2 separate regions of the Sus scrofa genome follow, and region 1 is linked to region 2. A link is a contact called in public HiChIP or PLAC-seq data. All regions are on one chromosome and are shown on one strand. Each heading gives the region's core, a stretch centred on a gene start, on an enhancer-like site or on the middle of the called end of the contact. The rest is flanking DNA. Distances are from core to core; before and after follow the strand shown.

Region 1 (5,261 bases), core at 1,097-3,596, 83 kb before region 2:
ATTTAGCGAGAGACTGATTTAATAGAATTGATAATTTGTAGCCTTCTACAAGGATGCCTCATATATGTTAATAATCTCTGTTTTGTTTTGTTTTTTTTTTTTTGCTTTTTAGGGCCACACCCATGGCATATAGAAGTTCCCAGGCTAGAGGGCGAATTGAAGAAGATACAACTGCCGGCCTACAACACAGCCACAGCAACGAAGGATCCAAGCCTCATCTGTGACCTACACCACAGCTCATGAACACTGGATCCTTAACCCACTGAGTGAAGCCAGGGATCAAACCCAAATCCTCATGGCTCCTAGTCAGGTTTGTTAACCGCTGAGCCATGAAGGGAACTCCTATTTTATAATTTCTGACCATGCTGCTATACAAGAAAAGCTTTCACATCAATTGATTTCTGAGGTCAGTTTAAGTAACCATATATTCTCACTTATTCTTCAAATAAATCTTTTCAGCTCTATTTGCCCTGGTGTAAAACATTTAAAAACCTCTCAATTGATATATGAGTCTAAAATTATAATCACTGTCTATGAATGAATTATGAAATAAGTAGTTATCAATTAAAAGTTACCAACTGCAAAACACCCCATGTTTCCCAGTTTACTGTTTGTAAGCAATGCTATGCTTACTGTTTCAAATGCATCATATTTGTTGTTTAACTTATTTGCTTTTCAAAGAAGTGGACATGAAATTAATTTTTAAAAATCTCAGTCAACTAAATGACTACTTCCACAGTTTGGAGGCTTCACATACATTTCTTTCTTTTCTTTTCTTTCTTTCTTTTTTTTTTTTTTTTGCTTTTTAGGGCCGCACCTGTGGCCTGTGGAGGTTCCCAGGCTAGGGGTCTAATCAGAGCTACAGCTGCCGGCTTACACCACAGCCACAGCAACTCGGGATCCAAGCCTCGTCTTCGACCTACACCACAGCTCAGGGCAACGCGGGATCCTTAACCCGCTGAGCAGGGCCAGGGATCGAACCGGCAATCTCATGGTTCCCAGTCGGATTCGTTTCCGCTGTGCCCTGACGGGAACTCCACAGATACATTTGTTATATTTAACAAAAACATACTTTTATGGAACCAAACTTATGTGAATACAAAACTGCACAGAAAATGAATAATTACTTTCTCTTCACCACCCCCTCAAACTGTGCTTACGTTACACTCTCCCAACTTCGCACATTTCAAAGACGATGGACTGAGAAACAAACTACAAGCATGACAAAATTTTTCTTCCAAGATCCGAGTGAGTATTAACCTGAGTTAGAAAATACGCCTACGGAGCCGGCTAAAGTACATTTCATTCAAAAAAAGTTGAAAACTGGATGCCAACCTGCTTTCACCTTAGTTTAACAGTCACGTGCTCACTCACTTCTCCTTAAGCTCAAAAAATCTCAAAACAAGAATGACACCCCACGCCTCCTGTATTTTTAGCTTACGTGAACGCCCGTGTATTTTTAGCTGCTGGTAAAGGGGCAGCCAATATACGGCACGTCGCTAAAGATTAAGTGGGGGACACCCTAAAACCCAGCGAGGAGCAGGAGAAGCATGAGCTCCGGCAAACCAGTTCACGGAGCAGCTGCAAGCCGTGCCTCGGTCGGCTGTGGAAGTGCTTCCGCTAACTGCACACCAGTTGCGGAGACCGGGTGCAACGATCCACAAGGTCGACTCCGGTTCTGAGGTGTGAGAACGTCACAATAACCACAATTTCTGCCTGCGGTTCAGCACCCGGCAGGGCTGTCTCCGGAGGGCGCTCGGGCGGACCCTGCTCGTCGCCTCGGCGTCGCCGGCTCACTCCCGAGCGGGGCACAGCCAGCGCTCGCCGCCTTTCCCTCCCAACTTTACACCGGGCCAAGTTCTCTCCACTCGCGTCTCTGAAAACCCGCACTTTCTAACCCACGCACAATGTGGGGCTCTAAGTGGGTCGCGGGGACCACGGAGGTGCTGCGGTGCTGCGAGGGCTGTTCGGCTCAGGGCCGCCCGGGCCGAGGCCCGCGCACCTCGGTTCGCGCCAGCGCCGCGGCGGGCGAGGCCGGGACCGCGGGCAGCCCCGCCGCCTGACGTCCGCCCCGCCGCTGTCGTCGCCGCCTGACGCCCATCGCCGCCTCAACAGGTAGCGGCGCCGCCTAGCCATCGACGCCCGCCCCGCAGCCCTCACCATGGTCTCGGCCGCTCCCGCCCTCGGTCCCGCCGAGCCGTCGCCGCCGCTGCCGCAGCACCGACCGCCACTGCCGCCGCCGTCGCCGCCGCCGCTGCCGGAGCTCGGACAATAACCGAGGCCCGCCTCACAGAGCCCCGGCCAATGCCCGCTCGCCTTGCTCGTTTGAACCCCGCCGGCCGCCCAATCGTGAGCCTCCTTCTAGACAGACCCCGCCCCCTCGGCCCCTCCTCCCTAACGGCTGTTTGTTTTTGCACACGGCACGCGGAGGCGGGGCCTCGGACCCCCAACACAGACGCGCCTGTGCGCGACCAGGGGCGGGGCCAAACTCCCCTCTCCGCCAGTCTTCAGGGCTGGAGCCTGACAAACGGAGGGATTCACCAATGAAAGGGGACGGCTGGAGGAAGTTATCCAATTAGAACATCGCCCGCGAGCAGGGGAGGCGGGTCGCGGGGAACGACAGCGCGATTAGCCAATGGGTGGAACGACTTGAGGCGGCTCTGACTTTCCCGCCCTTTCTTAGTGTCTGAGAACTGTTTGGGAAGGGAACTGCTGTCTGTCTGCTTCCCCTGGCGGCTTTTCAGATTCTGATTATTTCTCCGTGCTAGCGGAGGCTCGCTTCACGGCGGCACTGCTCCGGGGCATCTCGTGGCCCTTCGCCTCAGCGCCTTCCCTCTGCCGTTAGGTTAGCCGCCCAGCGAAAAGGGGGAGAAACTCTGAAATGGGGTCGCAATCTCCGAGCCTGCGGCCAAGTTGAGGCACGCGCGCGAAGAAGGGCTCGTCGGCCCACGGCCACTGCCCCCGGCTGCCCCCAGGACCACACAGCCCGCAGTTGCCGGGGCCCGGTCCGGGCTCGGGGCCAACTCTCAGCGGTTGCAGTTTTAAAACTTTGCCTCTTTTCCACAACTGTCTGCACTGACCGCGCCGGGCAGCGTTCCGGGTGTGCAGAGCCCACCGTCCCGCGCGGAGATTTGGTTCTGGCGCGATTATCACCAGGTGGGGAGATCCTGTCCCAAAGTGAGAGTGATCTTACTTCTGACCCCGAGGATGTAACATGGGGTGGGGGTGGAGGAGACCCTTCGTTTTTAAGGAAATGTAACGAGTTCGAAGGGAGGAAGAGGGGGGAGCTGCTAATAAGGATTTGGAAAAATGCGAGTGAAGGTATAGACGAGCGAGGAGAAGGGAGCGGGCGGCAGTGAGATCGGAGGCCCAGGTGAACCAAGCCTGCAAAGTAGGTAGCAAAGCTGAACAATAGAAGCGTTGGGAATTGATCCAGTGAGCGATAACCACGGTTAATCACTGCCCTTCTGTGTCCCTGGCCCTGGCGAGGGCGGTCCGAGTCGGCCAGAGCATCCCCTGTGAGTTCACCTTCAACAGATCGCCTAGGGCCCGCTGTTGGGAGGCACTGTGCTAGGATTCTGGGGCTGGCAACCTTGGCCTGTCCGTGCCCTAACCGTCCTTGACAGCAGGGGTCAGATGTTGAAGAAGGAGACAGGCCACTGTGTGAATGATAATCAATGCAAGTCCATGGAAGAGAGCAGGGTCCTTTGAGAGACAGAGGCCGAGGAATGTAATTTAGGGAGGGTGTAATTTAGCAGTGTTCCACCGAGAAAGGGCAAGTATAAAGGCTCTCAAGGGAAAAAGACTTGTCACAATGAAGGGACTTAGAAACAGGCCAGTGTGGCTGGGTAATTCTCGACTAGATCCCTCTACTTCCTGAATATCCAATCGTGCTTTTGTGTGTGTGTGTGGGCGCTGTGTGTATTGCCGCTGATTCAGTTTAGCCTTTGTCATTTTTCTCCTGGATTAGTTAAAACCTGCTAACTAATGTTCTGTCCCTTTTCTCCTTCGTTGCAATCTCAAATACAAATCTTACTTTTCCTTTTAACCTCTTTGACTTTCGAACAAAATCCAAATCCTTAGCATGGCATGGAGAGCCCTGCATTTCCCTGGCCCCTGCTCATCTCATGTTTTGTGGCTTCTCGACCACACCTGAAGCTCCATCTTGCCCTTGCACAGGCTTTTGCTGTTGCTGAGTCCTCCATCTCAGTTTCTCCCTCGCTAACTTTTTTGGTTTTTTTGGCCGACTCATGGCTCATGGAGTTCAGGGGCCAGGGGTCAGATTGGAGCCACAGTTGTGATCTACACCGAAGCTGAGGCAATATGGATCCTCCTTTAACCCACTGTTCTGGGTGGGGATAGAACCTGCATCCCAGCATTCCAGAGACACCACTGGTCCCATTGCGCCACAGCAGGAACTCCAACTTCTCCTTTTTTAATTTTTAATTTTTGTTTTTGGTCTTTCTGTCTTTTTAGGACCGCTCCCGCAGCATATGGAGTTTCCCAGGCTAGGAAACTCTAATCGAAGCTGTAGCCGCTGGCCTGCACCAGAACCACAGCAAACGGAAACGCCAGATCCACTGAGTGAGGTCAGGGATCGAACCTGCGTCCTCATGGATGCTGGTGGGGTTCGCTAACCACTGAGCCACGATAGAAACTCCTAATTTTTAATTTTTTAAAAAATAAATTTCACTGGAGTGTTTGTGGCTTACAACGTTGTGTTAATTTCAGGCGTAGAGCAAAGTGACTCAACCATACATATATATCCATTCTTTTTCAGATTCTTTCCCCACATAGGCTATCACAGAGTATTGAATAGATTTCCCCGAGCTATATACTAGATCCTTGTTGCTGATTGATTTTGTATATAGCAGTGTGTATATGGTCCTTGTTGCTGATCGATTTTGTACACAGTAGCGTGTATGTGCCAATCCACCCCTCCCCCTCAACTTCTCCCCTTTGGTGATCATAAGTTCTGTTTCAAAATCTTTTGATTCTGTTTCTGTTTTGTGAATAAGTTCTTTTGCATCATTTTTGGAAGCATTTTTTATAAGATTCCACATATTCATGATCTCATGTGATATTTGTATTTCTCTGCCTGACTTAATCGTGCCAGCTAACTTTTTTTTTTTTTTTTTTTTTTTTTTTGTCTTTTTGCTATTTCTTGGGCCACTCCCGCGGCATATGGAGGTTCCCAGGCCAGGGGTCGAATCGCAGCTGTAGTCTCCGGCCTACACCAGAGCCACAGCAACGCGGGATCC
Region 2 (5,238 bases), core at 2,245-4,744:
TCATCCTCCAGAGAGGAAATGCAGTTAATATTCAATCATGCCATGTAAACCAACATGATTTCAAAGTTTTTAAACAATTTAAATAAATACCATTACTAGGAAAAAATAAGATCATGCCTATATGATGAAGTCTCCATAAAATTCCAATAGTTAGAAGATCTGGGTTGGTGAACACATGAAGGGGCCAGAAGAGTGTGGTGTTCAGAGCAAGCCCCTTCCCACACACATCCCCAGGCATCTCTCACTTTTTTTTTTTTTTTTTGGTCTTTTTGTCTTTTAGGGCAGCACCCTCGGCATATGGAGGTTCCCAGGCCGGGGGTCCAATCGGAGCTGTAGCTGCCGGCCAACACCAGAGCCACAGCAATGCCAGATTGGAGCTGTGTCTTCGACCTACACCACAGCTCACGGCAACTCTGGATCCCTAACCCACTGATTGAGGCCAGGGATCGAACCCGAAACCTCATGGTTTCTAGTCGGATTTGTTTCCACTGTGGTCCAAGATGGGGAAATCCCATTTTTTTAAAAAAAACTTTTCGGGGCTGCTGGTGTAGCATATGGAAGTTCCCAGGCTAGGGGTCAATGCCACAGCCACAGCCACAGCCACACCAGATCCAAGCCGCATCTGCAACACAGGATCCTTAACCTACAGATCGAGGCCAGGGATCAAACCCACATCCTCATGGGTACTAGTTGGGTTTGTTTCCACTGAACCACGATGGGAACTCCTAGGCATCTCTTTTATCTGGATCTTTGTCATATCCTTTTACAATGAGCTGATAAACAATAAACTATTTTTCTGAGTTTTTGTGCCATTCTAGCACATTAATTGAACCCAAGGAGGAGTCCTGGGAACATTCAGTTTACAGCTGACTGGTCAGAGGCAGAGGTAACAACCTGGACTTTTGTTGTCATCTGAAGTGGGGAGCAGGGCAGTCTTGTGGGACTGAGCCCTTGACCGGTGGGATCTGATGCTCTCTCCAGAATTGAGTTAAAGTGTAGGACACAGCTGGTGTTGAAGAATTGCTTGGTGTGGGAAAAATGCCCACACATCTGGTGTCAGAAGTGTCAAGAGTGGTTGTCGTGTGAGAGTAAGGAGAAATATAGGAGTTGAGTGAGTTTTTCCTAAACCTAGGTTAAGGGAAGTTTTAGTAGCGTTATTTACAGTGTTACAGAGAGACAACTATGGAAAGGTACATCAGTGGAAGATCTTAAAATATCAGACCAATGTTCCGTAGTGGTGGATGGAACAACCACTGAATGCACTGCGTTATTCGTGTCTGTGCATGTGGCAAGCTAAACTATTGCAGGAGGGAGACTGAAAGGTCATTTCCCACACTTCTGCTTTATGTACCCAGGGACTGCAGTACCTAATGCCTTTAGGGAGTGCTGGGGACTACTTGTTTCTTTGGTGTCTTTATCTAATAGGGTCCAATCAGGAGACAAACAGTGCAGGAAGGGTTTAATACAGAGAATTACAGTAACAAGGGAATGGCTGTTAAAAGTGAAGGGAGGGGGAGGGATTAATTTGGAGTCTGGGATTAACATATACACACTACTATACATAAAATAGGTAACCAACAGGACCTACTGGATAGTACAGAGAACTACCCTCAGTATTTTTGTAATAACCTATAAGGGAAGAGAATCTGAAAACGAATATATATAACTGACTCACTTTGCTGGATGCCTGAAATTAACACAACATTGTAAATCAACTCTACTTCAATTTTTAAAAAAGTTAAGAAAAAATGGAGAGAACTCTGAAGGCCACAATGATAGTAGATATAAGGGCAGCTACTATTCTGAGTGCTAAGCTTCTGAGGAATAACCTCGCCCCCTCAACCCCCCCAGGCTGAGGTCCAGCCTTTGGTAGAGAACAGCTCTGCTCAAGGAATGGCAGAGAAGTGCTGGCAGAACTTGCTGTAGTCCACCCTCCAGAGTGTGGGAAAACTGTTCCTGAAGGCGGCGTCTCGCCGACCTCAGACCACAGGGGAGCTGGGTGCTCCCGGCACTGGAGAGCCAGGTGCTTGCGAGAACCTGGAGCTGGAGAAGTTACCCTTGATGTAGGAAGGTGGGTGCTTTAGAGGCCTCTTTCTGCAGGTGCTTTTTCAGAAAGCTCACTGGAACCAGGCAGTAAAGCTCCTTCCTCCTGCACTGCCTCCCTGCAGTTTCTACCCGCAAAGCTTCACACTGGGCCGCCTGGCAAGGGAGGACAGCTCAAAGGGCCCAGCTCCATCCCACGATGGGAGCCGAGAGAGAGACCATTGACCCCTGGCACAGGATCTAACACTCTAAAAAGTTAACCAGTCGAGACAAATATTGTTTTGTTTGGTATCAGTTTACATTTTAGTTGAACAGCAGGGTTCTTACTGGCAGCTGTTTGGTGGCAAAACAGTGGGCCTGCTGCTGCTGACTCCACTTCACAGTGTGTTTTGGGCAAACCATCTCTCTGGACCTCATCGGTAAAAGGTGGCTGTTATTTCTAGGTGACTATTAAGGTTCTGTGTGTGGGAGTTCCCTTTGTGGTGCAGAGGAAACCAATGCGACTAGTAACCATGAGGTTGCAGGTTTGATCTCCGGCCTCGCTCAGTGGGTTAAGGATCCCGTGTTGCTGTGAGCTGTGGTGTAGGTCGCAGACACAGCTCAGATCCTGCGTGGCTGTGGCTGTGGTGTAGGCCGGCAGTTGTAGCTCCATTTCGACCCCTAGCCTGGGAACCTCTATGTGCCATTAAAAAAAAAAAAAAGGTTCTAGGTTTTATTTATTTATTCATTTTGTCTTTTCTAGGGCCGCATCCGCAGCATACGGAGGTTCCCAGGTGAGGGATCTAATCGGAGCTGTAGCCGCCAGCCTGCACCACAGCCCCAGCAACACGGGATCCGAGCCACGTCTGCAACCTACACCACAGCTCAGGGCAACGCTGGATCCCCAACCCACTGAGCGAGGGCAGGGATCGAACCCTCAACCGCATGGTTCCTAGTGGGACTCGTTAACCACTGAGCCACGAAGGGAACTCCCGTTCTACATTTTATTCTGGTAGGGTCCGGACGTACTCGCTGTTGCATTTAAACTTTCCCAACGTGTTTGTCTAAGGAAGGCTGACGCTGAAACACAGGAAGTCTTAGCAAAAAGTTTCACTGCACCCACACGAAAGAAGGGCAAAGGGAGAAAGGAAAGGGAGTGGTCCTGTGCCCCTTCCCCGAGGCCCCGCTCCTCGAGCAGCCCCGCCCAGGTCTTCCCGCCTTCACCTTCCTGCAGGCCCCGCCCTCCCACTCCCGCCAACCACTCCGGTCCGCAGCCCCGCCTCCGATGACCGCGCCCCCTCTCGCCAGCCCCTCCCAGAGCCCCCACACCCCCACTTCCCGTCCTCACCTTCCCACAGGCCCCGCCCCTCCCGCCGGCCCCGCCCACCGTTTCTTGGCGGCCTGAGCCTAATCTGCTTGAGCGTGAGGCAGGCTGGGAAGTTGGCTGCCCAAAAGATGGCGGCAGAATTGAAACGCTGGAGCCGCTCGTGCGGCCCTGAGGCGCCGGGCTTGTGGGCGCGGGCTGCAGGCCCTCCCTGAAGGGCGTGGGGTGGGACAGGGGCGCGACAGGCGCGCTCCCGCGGCCCTGAAAGGGGCGGGCAGGGCAGGCGCGTTCTCGGCCGCCTGGAAGGGCTGGGGGCGGAGCGTGTGGGCCGAGGGGGCGTGCGCGCGCGGGGCGGGGCGTGGTCGCGGGGGCGGGGCTGCGCCCTCGGTCCGGAAGTGCGGGGTGCGGGGTGCAGGGCGCGGACGGCCCCTGGCGGCCGCGGGAGGAGACTGCGGCCAGGCTAGCGGCGCAGGAGCGGCGGCGGCCGCGGGGCCGGGGCGAGCATGTAGCGGCCGCGGGCGGCGCGGGGCTCCCGGGGCGGGCCGGGCCGCGGGGGCCGCTCGCGGCGACATGGAGGAAGAGAGCAAGAAGGGCAAGAAGGTGAGGCTGCGGGGCGCGTCCTCCCGAGGGCCGGGCGCGGGGTGGGCTGGACCCCCGACCAAGGCAGGAGGCTGGCGGAAGGCGGAGGGTCTGGGGCTGGGACTAGGGGGGGAGTGAGGGGGACGCGGGAGGGTCGCTCGGGGCCGCCTGTCGGTCTGCCGGTGCGGGGCGTGGGAAAGTCTGGTTTCGGGAGGTCCGTGGAGGGGAGTTTTGATTTGGGAGGTTCAGTGTGGGGAGGCGAGGCGTGGGGAGGTCCGGGACGGGAGTCTGGCGTGTGGACTCCGGCGTGGGGAGGCCAGGCACAGGGAGGTCCCGGGCGGGAGTCCGGCGTGGAGAGGCCCCAGGTTGGAAGTCCGGCGTGGAGAGGCCCGGAGGCACCCGCGGTTGGGGTGAGCGTGGCGGGCAGGCCAGGGCCCCCCGGTGGACAGTCCACGGTCAGTCCCGGACAGGGTCGTGGGAGTCGGTCTCTGCGCGATGGAGTACGAGGCGAGCCCCTGGACAATGGGGTTAGGTGGTCCTTTGCCGGCCGGGAGCGCGGGGGAGGAAGGAGCCACGCCTTTCCGCCCCTTCCGGTCAGTAACTCTGCCCCAAACCCAGGCTGTCCACATGGCCTTCCCCGCGGGTCAGTGACCAGGGGCTGCAGAGGAGCTGGCCCTGGTTATGGGCCAGAAAGTTTTCCAGGGTTAGTATCTTTGAGAAAATGGGGTGTACGGTAATGGAGAAACATTTGCTGCTGAGTTGACTTCAATTTTGGGGTATCAAGTAAAAGCAAAAACCGTGTTTCATGGTACAGCAGGCTCACTCACGGTAGGCCCGCAGAGGTCGAGTTTTGCTCTACCTAATCCCAGCTGAGTGATTTCAGTGATGTTATGTTTGGCAGTTAGATTTAGGACATAGTTCAAGAGGTTCCTCAGTCTGTGTAATTTTAAAAGTGTGGCTTTAATTACAGGCTAGAGTAATCGATAAACTCACCATTTTTCGGAGACAAATAACCACGTGGGATAAGCTGTCATCAAAATGGAAAATGGGTTTCAATGCAGTGCATCTTTTTCAAATACAGGCTTTATAATTGACGTGTCTTACCTATTATTTTCGTTTTGATAAATGTGTGTGCACTTTTATACACAAGTTTAATAAAAGACCTTGATAAATTCCGCGACCCTCTGCTTTTCAGAGGCAGCCGTCCTTGCGGCGATGATTACGCATCGCAGGGTGCCCCATTTTACTGAGGTATTTGAAGGGAAGTGCAGGCAGGTGGTCTTCAGAGGACTGTGTAATGCCGCTTCTCCCAC

What was found. HiChIP or PLAC-seq counts read pairs in DNA pulled down with a chosen protein or histone mark.
Region 1: an H3K27ac HiChIP or PLAC-seq map of alveolar macrophages shows a contact between it and region 2. The contact joins the promoter of LOC100512448 here to the promoter of CCM2 in region 2. A contact is called at or near these places in 1 of 5 promoter capture datasets (liver), 4 of 47 Hi-C or Micro-C datasets (alveolar macrophages, blood, liver and 1 more) and 2 of 2 datasets of contacts at active chromatin or transcription factors (alveolar macrophages and skeletal muscle).

Annotation. Positions count from the first base shown.
Region 1 is chr18:50,530,467-50,535,727 of Sscrofa11.1, reverse strand. LOC100512448 (histone H2A.V) reads right to left here and starts at 2,346. Exons shown (of 5, transcript XM_021078658.1): 1 at 2,161-2,346. The coding sequence starts at 2,163.
Region 2 is chr18:50,448,698-50,453,935 of Sscrofa11.1, reverse strand. It overlaps CCM2 (cerebral cavernous malformations 2 protein), which reads left to right and starts at 3,494. Exons shown (of 10, transcript XM_021079071.1): 1 at 3,494-3,946. The coding sequence starts at 3,917. LOC100739791 (a long non-coding RNA gene) reads right to left here and starts at 3,424. Exons shown (of 6, transcript XR_002340445.1): 1 at 3,410-3,424.